Regions from separate parts of the Mus musculus genome. Here regions 1 and 3 are each linked to region 2. Evidence: chromatin contacts called from public Hi-C and targeted proximity ligation data. All regions are on one chromosome and are shown on one strand. The core of a region is the stretch at or near the end of the contact, and the rest is flanking DNA. Distances in the headings are between cores, read along the strand shown. Region 1 has its middle 15 kb from the start of Ly6m. Region 2 holds the start of Ly6c2 (lymphocyte antigen 6 complex, locus C2). Region 3 overlaps Gm39556 (a long non-coding RNA gene).

Region 1 (3,152 bases), core at 69-2,568, 220 kb before region 2:
GTTTGAGGCCAGCCTCATCTACAAAGTGAGTTTCAGGACAGCCAGGGCTACACAGAGAAACCCTGTCTCGAAAACCAACCAACCAACCAACCAACCAAACAAACAAACAAACACAAAGAAAGAAAGAAAGAAAGAAAGAAAGAAAGAGAGAGAGAGAGAGACAGAGAGAGAGAAAGAGAGAGACAGAGAGAGAGAGACAGAGAGAGAGGAAGGAAGGAAGGAAGGAAGGAAGGAAGGAAGGAAGGAAGACAAAAAATCAGAACCGCAGGGCAGAGGCATCTCGACTGTACCATGCTGACTCACCATCCCCACAGGCTGCCTGGTGGGACAGGCTTTCATTGATTTATCTGCCAAGGTGAACCTAGCAAGATGGAGGAGTTTGGGGAGATGCTCCTCTGTGGCAACCAAATGGACTTCTCTTTGCAACCATGACAACCAAATGGACTTCTCTTTGCAACCATGTCACCCTCCCCTGTGGCAAGGCCACAGATATGTAGCTGCAGAGCACAAGTCTGTTGGACTGGTGGAGTGTTTTTCTATCTCTGAGGTGATGGAATGGCTGCTGGACCGTGTGCCCAGCCATGATTCAAGACTCTAATGATGGAGCTGATAATTTAAAAACCCACCAAGCGGTTGTGGGGACTAGAGGAATGGCTCAGTGGTTAATGGTGTACACACTGCTCTTACAGATGATATGAGTTTAGTTCCCCAATTGAGTTACCCTAGGGAGGCTTGAAGCCCTCAGTTTATCCTAACACACACATTCCACCCTCCTACACACACACACACCATTCACACATACACCATACACACATGCACACCACATACCACATTAAACAAACACACACACTCATACTTTGTTTCTCTCTCACAAACACAAACACACCATTATACCATGTTCAGAAGCAACACTCATGAACATACAGGCACACCACATACAACATATTTTGCAAAGCATGCATAACACACGTACACACCTTTGTACATCATACACACAATATTCATACAGGGATTACATATAAATGCAGATCACATACCACAAAACATCATTTGTATAGCACAGGATATGTAGAAACCTTCTATATAGAACCACACCATATACAACACATGGACCAGACAGGATATAACACTGCACACATACTACCCACATACTGCAAAAGGCCCCCACACACATCACATACACACCATGGGCTTACACTTTACACTACAAGCACACCCATGCACATAGTTCTTTGAATTCTATTCAAATTATTTGCTGGCTTATCACATGGCCAAGACTGAAAAAATACCATGGATGTGAGAGCCGTTGCCACCAGGGGGCGCATGTAGCCTAGCTCAGGACCCTGTAACATCGTGGGAACTTCAGCTCCACCTGGGAATTACACAGAGCCCAGAGCTAAGCCTGATTCCAGCTGCCCTATGTATGAAAAATAGGAGGGGCTGGGGGTGAAGTGAGGGTGGTGCTTTCAGCCCTCGAGCTGGCCACCAGCTTAAAGCCACGGGTCTTGCCACGGAACAGCAGGAGACTACAGAATCACGCATGCAACCCCTCTGTCTGCCCAGCAGTAAGCGGAGGATCTTGGCACAATGATCCCCAGAAACTAGCCTGGAGTCTCAGCTCCCAGAATACAGAACCAGAGATAGCAATCACAGGGCCCCAGCAGATTCCCCGGGGCCCCAGGATGGGCTCAGAGACTGTTCTAGAAGTTTCTGCTGCTGTGACAAAGCACTGACAGACTCCAACTTGGGGAAGGATTTATTTACTTACTGGCTACAGTCAACCATCAGGTGAATCCAAGGCAGGAACTAAAAGCAGCAGAGGACCGCTGCATAATGCCTTGCTCTCCTTGGCTTGCTCCGGCCCAGGCCCACCTGCATAGAGATGGCCCTGCCCATCGTGGTCTGGGTTCTCCCACATCAATTACTGGGTAAGACAGTGCTTCACATGTTCACAGTCCAACCTGATAGCATCTGTTTCTCAGTTGAGGGTCCCTTTCCCAAATATGTCAAGTTGACAACCAAAATTAGCTAACACAGAGACCTTCCTGCATTCAGGCTGTCCTTCCAAGTGGAACCTAGAAGCCGCCTCTGGTGTGCTGGGCTCTCCAGTGCCCATGAAGACTGGCAGGGGTGTGGGTGACGTGGGGGGGGGGAGGGCTTGGTCGAGAAGGGGAAGGAGGGAAGAGGATAGGTCCAAGCCCCCAGTGGGAAGTCCAAAGGGGCCCAGGGAGCCCCTAGAAACTGAGGTACCAAGCCCAAGCTGTTCATAGCCGCCCAGTGTGTAGAAGACTTAGCATCTCAATGAGAGACCTAGGCCAACAGACTAAGCACCCTTTGAGGTCACAGCAGGGTTTGGAGGGAGCAGAGGAAGGTCCTCTGGGGAGGATCCTCAGCTGGCAAGAGCAGGAGACAGAAGTGCCGAAAGGACTCAACACCGCCAAAGCCCGAAGAAATATGTCTGTGGGTGCTGGAATGCAGTGGGTTCGTGTGCCTGGGCCATGAAACAGATGACTAGGACCTAACCTAATCCAGCGTGGGCAGGGCAGGTGGCTCCACACTGGCACCTCACCCTAGGCCTGAGAGCCCGCCTTTGTTCTCCCCACCCCCTCACCTCCCTCCTCACTTCTGGAAATGAAACTCTGCCCCAGGCTCCTCCCCTCCCTCCCAAAGCCCCGCCCTCAGCCTGGACTCCCTCTTCTGCTCTCCTGGCTACCACCTCCCGTGGGAGGATTCCAGCAGAACCTACGGGCTTGGCTAAGCCCCTCTGGCACGTGGAAAGCCAGGATGAATGGGGATACATGAAGGAGTGGACAGAGCCAAAGTTTTACAGAGCCATCCTTAACCCCAAGAGACAGATGGCCACCAAGAGGGTAGGAGGGTAAGGTCAGTAGAGCCTCCAGGCAGAGAGCTACAGTAGGAGCCACCAGTCGGTCGGGCAAGTAGGTTGGGCAAGTAGGTCGGGCAAGTAGGTCGGACTGCCCAAGCTGCTTCGCTGATTCTGGGCGTAAAGCGCTTGGTCTGGTACGCTCTAGATGTCCAAACGGGATTGGCTTGCTGCAACCCAAGAATGCACGAGGCCAGTGACCCGCCTCTTCAAGCCCTCCTTGATGTCCCAGGTCTCCGATGGCAGGCAAAGTCCACCCCCAACTTCC
Region 2 (3,344 bases), core at 529-3,028:
GATGCTTCCAGCTCTCCTGGTCTGTCAGTGAGCCAGTGAGACCCTAGACCTAAAGTACAGGCAGGAGCATCACGTGACTGCACTGGTAACCAAGGGAGATGATGAACACTGTGCGTGGCAATGGGCAGCCCTGTTTGATGATCCACATCCCAGCACATCCATGAACCCCAAAAGCCCCCACTTTTCAGGAGTCCCACTACAACTCCAGAAAAAGCTCTATTTGGAGTAGGGGAACCCTGGTCCATAACAAGTACCCAGACATGACGTTTTCTCCAAAGCCTTCCTCAGCCTTTTTTATATAGGTCACAGGGAACTTACCCTCAATCAATTCTATGTTTTGAGCAATGCAGAATCCATCAGAGGCGCGGCAGGTAACTGCTGGGCAGGAAGTCTCAATTGGCACTCCATAGCACTCGTAGCACTGCAGTCCCTGAGCTGAGAGAGAAGTAAATACATGAGAGCTAGGACATGTAATTCCTAGCCCAGACACTCCTCTCCAATGTCTTTATTTGCACACAGCTGCTGGCCACTAGGTCAAAGCAAGGACATTACTGTTCAGTCACCTCCACCAAAACAAAAGTGAACCAAGAGCCACCATTGTTCAAATATGCTCGGTACTGCTGTCTCAGCTAGCCACTCCCATAGGAGACACGTGCACCCCAAGAGATATTAGAGAGAAAGTCACCATATTGGGAAGACATAGATATCAAATGTCTGCCGAACAGTGAGTGGGTGTGTAAGTAGGTAGTGGGGCCACCAGATGGGGAGGGCTTTTCTGACCTGTTCCACCCTACACGTGCAGAGGTGGACCCTATGTATTGGAGCATGACAGAGCACTGAACTTCCCAGGGTGCAGCTCAAACTGAGGCTCACCATAAGGCTTCCTGCAACACAGATGTAACTAGAAGTCTAGGGGTATCTGAGAGCTGAGACCTCTTAGAGTAGCACCCAGCTCTCATATAAAATGGGCTGGGGCATAAGAAAAAGGCAAATGCCAACCAAGAATCAAGGATTGCAAACCACTTGACTTTGCAGCCAGGTTTGGAAAAGAAGCCTCTGCCAGTTTGAGCGCACACAGGCCAGAGTCCTGACTGGGAGGCCAGGGCAGCAGGGTAGAGTCTAAGGACAGGCTGCTCTGGTGGCCAAGGTTTATGGCATAGGTAGTTTGTTCCAAGAGTCTTTCTGGCATATTTTGTTTGTTGCAAGGCAGGCACTGGCAGGTTTACAGACCCAGTAAAGTATCCCAGTACAGGAGGCTTCACCCACACAAGCCCATTCCCAATCCCATGATCCCAGCACACCTCAGGTACTGGGCACACAATGGAAGTGCAGGTGTACCCACAACCCTGAATCCCTTTTTCATCTCCATTGTATCCTTCTGCCCTTCTCTCATTATCCACCTCACCTCTTCCTGCACACAGTAGGGCCACAAGAAGAATCAGCAAACAGGACTTTGTAGCGTGAGTACTGTCCATCCTCAGAGAAGGGCTGCACAGATAAAACCTTGGAATTTGGAGCCAGTTAATAGACCCCAATCACATCCCTGGGCTCTCACACGGCTCAGGCATCCGATCTTCCCTCCCTCCAACCCTCCACACAGCTTTCCCCAAGGAATACATGTCTGTCTACTTCTCTCATCCACCACCCACCCAGCTTTTCCTCCTAATTCCACACTCCCAACCCCAGCCCTATCCAGAGGGCTCTTCCCTTTGTCACCTAGCAGCTCCCTCCTGACACCAGTCCTTACTTCCTCTCTGACCAGGTTTCAGGAACAGTGGTAAGGTCTGTCAGAAGTGGACTGAAATAAGTACTTTACTTTTTCTTAGCTCCTCCCAGCTGGCATCTTGAAAAGGGAGGAGGGCAGTGGGTTTTGGTTCTTACTTCCTCAGGGCCAACATGTTTATTGAGTAAGACTTAGCCAGATTTGTATAGCAGTTGGAGAGGGAGGACTCTGTGGTTGGGAAGGGACCATGGTGCTGGAGGACTAAGAGGGCAGAGGGGCAGGGACCATGGGTGACTTGTGCTTGCCATTCAGAAAGCCAGGGAAGTAGGTAAAATTTTTGGCCCTTTCCTGGGTTTTGTTCTGTTTTGCTTTATGTTTTGTTTTTGTTTTTGTTTCTTTTTGAGACAGAGTTTCTCTGTGTAGCTTTGGTTGTCCTGGGACTTGCTCTGTAGACCAGGCAGGCTCCAACCCATAGCCATCATAGGCGTGTCCAGCAGCTGCTGCTTCTGACACCACCACCAGGCTTTTTCCTGTTTCTAAATAGAAGGTATGGGTTGCAGTGGCTCAGAGCCCATGCCCCTCCTTTTTATGAGCAGGCAAATGACCATCAAATGCTTGGAGACTTGTTCTGCTGAGCAGGCCCCCAACAGGCTCTTGCATTCACTAATTGTGAGCCTTGAGTGAAGAACTTGCTGACAACTGGGATGGAAGTTACTAAGCAGTGTCTGATGTGTTAGGTGATGTATGGGGCTGTGGGCAGGTAGCTAGATTCTAGATCCTTTTCATGGCACAGGCTGTGTATTGCAGAGGATGAATGACCCCAGTGTCTCTGCTGCCCAGAAGCCTCCATGAAGAAGAAACATTCTCATTCTTCCTGCTCCAGTTTTCATGTTGCCTGTCACTTCACCTATGAAGTCCTAGCAAAGAGTTTCCCTGATCTTTATGTCACCACCATGTGGCATAGTATTCTATTAACTTAAGCATCTGTGACCCAGCCTTGGGACAAGCAGCAAGGCCCCCACAACAACCCAGAGTCATAGTTTCCTAACCTCATGGAGCATAGAGCCCAGTGAGTAGCCCCACTTAAGTGTCTGCAAGGCACTGACACAGGCTAGAGTGGGAAGGCTGGGCACTGAATGAGACCTGAGCTGGAAGTCACCCTTGATAACACAACAGCAAATGAACAGCTATGCTCAGAGGAAAACTGAGTCACAAAATGGACCACAGAATGAGTGAAGCTGATTGCATCCACTTAAGCAGGCAAGGTAGCAAAGGGAAGGAAGCCAGAGGCTCAGAGACCATCAGGCAGATGCTCCTGATGGAAGTCACAGGGCTGAACATAGAGTCTCGGTCTTTGTGTCATCTCCGGTCCACATGTACATCCAACCCCATTGTCTATGTTCTGGGTTTTGTTCTGGATCGATTGAAGAAAGAGAGACTCTGTATGGTGAAGTCAGAATTCTCAAGGAACAGTGCAGCATCAGCCTTTCCAGGACTGAAAACCAAACCCAAAGACTGCTTCAAATCCTCGGGGTCAACCCTCCGGAAATTCATGCAATCCACAATATTTCTGTTTAAATTGTTACTCTCCTGAGCTTCTCCCCTAGCACCATTAAAAATT
Region 3 (2,916 bases), core at 204-2,703, 180 kb before region 2:
TGAGTGTCTGCTAAGAAGGTCCAGATTTGTCAACTTGAGGTCACCTACCTGGGGTACATATTCAAGGGGGGAGGGGCTGGCCAATGCATGCTGTCGGTCGCCTGGAAGCAAACCGTCCTTAGCATCCCAGCTCCATCAACCTGAAGGCAAGTATGGGAATTTCTGGAATCTGCCAGGTTCTGTAGTCTTTGGGTACCAGACACTGAGATAGCTAAACCATTAGATGAGGCCCCCAGAGGCCAAGAAGACAAAATAAAATAGATCTCTGAGATGGACATGTTTTTTTTTGTTGTTGTTGTTTTGTTTTGGTTTGTTTTGGTTTGGTTTTTGGTTTTTCGAGACAGGGTTTCTCTGTGCAGTCCTGGCTGTCCTGGAACTCACTCTGTAGACCAGGCTGGCCTCAAACTCAGAAATTCGACTGTCTCTGCCTCCTAAGTGCTGGGATTAAAGGCATGCGCCACCACTGCCAGGCTGGACATAGCTTTTAAGACCCTAAGAAGAGCCTTATTGGAGTGGTCAGCCTTAGCCCTTGAAGAAATACAGTTTTCAGCTTGGCTATTTCACCAAAGCTATTTGCAGAGCTTGCTTCCCCTTGTCTCCTGCTGCAAGCTGTTTGCAGTGCTTCTCCCCATCTCCTGCTGTCTCCTGCTGCTTAAAGAATTTTCCCTGTTAGGGGTGGTGGCACATGCCTTTAATCCCAGCACTCGGGAGGCAGAGGTAGGTGGATTTCTGAGTTCAAGGCCAGCCTGGTCTACAGAGTGAGTTCCAGGACAGCCAGATCTATACAGAAAAACCCTGTCTCTAAAAACAAAAAAACAAAAAAAACCATAAAACCAAAAAAAAAAAAAGAATTTTCCTTTTCCCTGCCAGTGTAAACAAATTCAAGACCCAACCCCTTCCCTATCTACAGGGACTGACTAAAGGTTGAAAGACCCCCAAGCTGGGTGGTCAATCACTCTGAGGAGACCCTCCCAAGGATCAGCGAGACCACGATTCGGATGCAAACAGCAAAAGGCTTTATTGGGAACACGGGTACCCGGGCGACTCAGTCTATCGGATGACTGGCGCGCCGGGTGTGGAGTTTTTATCCTTTTTATAGGGCTAGGGCTGGGGGGCAAAAAGCGCGGGTACAGAAGCGAGAAGCGAGCTGATTGGTTAGTTTAAATAAGGCTTGGGGTATTTCCCGGTCATTTGGGGAACCTGAAACTGAGGTGGGACTTTCCAGAAACTGTTGCTGGTTTCGCTTTATCTGAGTACCATCTGTTCTTGGCCCTGAGCCGGGGCCCAGGTGCTTGACCACAGATATCCTGTTTGGCCCCTGTCCCGGTATTATTCAGCCTTATTCTTTAACTAAACTTCCTTGTAACTTTTGAGAACTCAGCTCTGGTACTTTTTCATGCCTTGCAAAATGGCGTTACTGCAGCTAGCTTGCTAAGCCTTATGGTGGGGTCTTTCAAGGTTATGATGACTACAGCTGCCAGAAATAACAGTCCTTGAGAAAACTCCCCTACCCGCCTCAGTCTGAAAACCACAAACTGCTTAGATCTTGCTGACAGAGTTTTCTGCCAAATTAAAAATGTGCCGCTGCTTTGCTAAGCAATAATAAAATAACTGCATGACCCCCCTTAAAAGAGTATCAAAGAGGTGTACTTTTTACAAATCGGGGTTGACTCTCCCTGCGAGGCTGAGCAACCCTACGCGAGTCGTCGTAATAAAACCTCTTGTCATTACAGTGACCTGTCATCAAGCGGAGTTTCTGGGGGTCGAGTTCTCTACACCTGGGCCTCTGGAGATCCAACACCCTCAGAGAAAGGGGATAGCAAAAGGGGGTGCTCACCCCCTGTATAGCCCTGGCTGTCCTGGAACTCACTTTGTAGACCAGGCTGGCCTTGAACTCAGAAATCCGCCTGCCTCTGCCTCCCGAGGGCTGGGATTAAAGGCGTGCGCCGCCACACCCGGCTTGTTATTTTTATAGATACCGTTTCAGGATGGGTAGAAGTCTACCCTACAAAGAAGGAGACTCCCAATGTCCTGGCAAAGCAGCTTCTGGAGGGCCTCAGACCCAGGTATGTATGGCCTGCCTACTCAGCTTGGGTCTGACAAGCTCTAGCACAGGTGCTGGGGACCAGTTGAAAATTGCATTGTGCATCCAGACTCCAGCATTCGGGGCAAGTAAAGAGGATGAATCAGACCCTGAAGGAGACCTTGACCAAATTAACCCCTGAAACTGGCGCTGACTGAGTGTCTCTCCTTGTCTTATATAGAGCTAGGAACATCCCCTATATTTTAGGTCCCCCTCTTTTTTTTTAGATCCTATATGGGAGACCCCTCCCCTGCTGCCTAACCTCCAGTCTGATATCTTAGCAGAATATGACCAAAATAAGTTTTTTAAATCCTTGGAAGCCCTCCATAGGGTCCAGAAGCAACTCTGGCCTGCCGTGTGCCAGGTTTATGAGTCAGTTCCTCTCCCTAACCCCCACTGCTTTGAACCAGGTGAAACCAGAATCTGTCTGGATTCAGAGACACAACCACAAGACTCTGGAACCTGGCAGGAAAGGGCCTCACACTGCCATCCTGACCACACCTATGGCTGTTAAGGTGGACCGGATCTGGATACACCCCTCTCACCTTAAGTCTGCCAGCTGAGGTCCCCGCGGAGGAGCCTTCCGGGTGAACTACCACACCCTGTCAATCCGATTTGTGAAACTGCGACTCCAACACCCCCGATCCTGCTTGCTTCGCCTCGCCAGTCAGTAGCCCTCCCCCACTTACTATTTGGGTATCCACAGATAGTGCCATGCATTGTATAAAGATGGGGCTGGGATTTGATCTGACCATCTCCTTAGAATATTTTTCAGTGTCTGAGTGCCCATGGCTTGGCTTTGGGTTGTCTGTAACAACCTTGTCATCAAGTGA

The links. A called contact is a pair of places that touch in the nucleus more often than the background predicts.
Region 1: a Hi-C map of B cells shows a contact between it and region 2, with 4 times the contacts expected there. A contact is called at or near these places in 7 of 484 Hi-C or Micro-C datasets (B cells, CD8 T cells, LSK cells and 3 more), 7 of 130 datasets of targeted methods (CD8 T cells, T-cell acute lymphoblastic leukemia, acute myeloid leukemia and 3 more) and 3 of 9 other capture datasets (adipose tissue, liver and macrophages).
Region 3: a contact with region 2 is called in a targeted proximity ligation map of CD8 T cells, with 7 read pairs. A contact is called at or near these places in 3 of 484 Hi-C or Micro-C datasets (CD4 T cells, Th17 cells and granulocyte-monocyte progenitors), 14 of 130 datasets of targeted methods (CD8 T cells, the HPC-7 cell line, acute myeloid leukemia and 8 more) and 1 of 9 other capture datasets (liver).

What each region holds. Positions count from the first base shown.
Region 1 is chr15:74,895,188-74,898,339 of GRCm38.p6, forward strand. No RefSeq gene overlaps it. Among named protein-coding and RNA genes, the nearest start is that of Ly6m, 15 kb to the left of the region's middle.
Region 2 is chr15:75,110,193-75,113,536 of GRCm38.p6, forward strand. It overlaps Ly6c2 (lymphocyte antigen 6 complex, locus C2), which reads right to left and starts at 1,779. Exons shown (of 4, transcript NM_001099217.2): 1 at 1,748-1,779; 2 at 1,406-1,488; 3 at 319-435. The coding sequence starts at 1,475.
Region 3 is chr15:74,932,793-74,935,708 of GRCm38.p6, forward strand. Gm39556 (a long non-coding RNA gene) reads left to right here. Exons shown (of 5, transcript XR_003951655.1): 4 at 1,734-2,066; 5 at 2,494-2,650. Among named protein-coding and RNA genes, the nearest start is that of Gm39556, 7.8 kb to the left of the region's middle.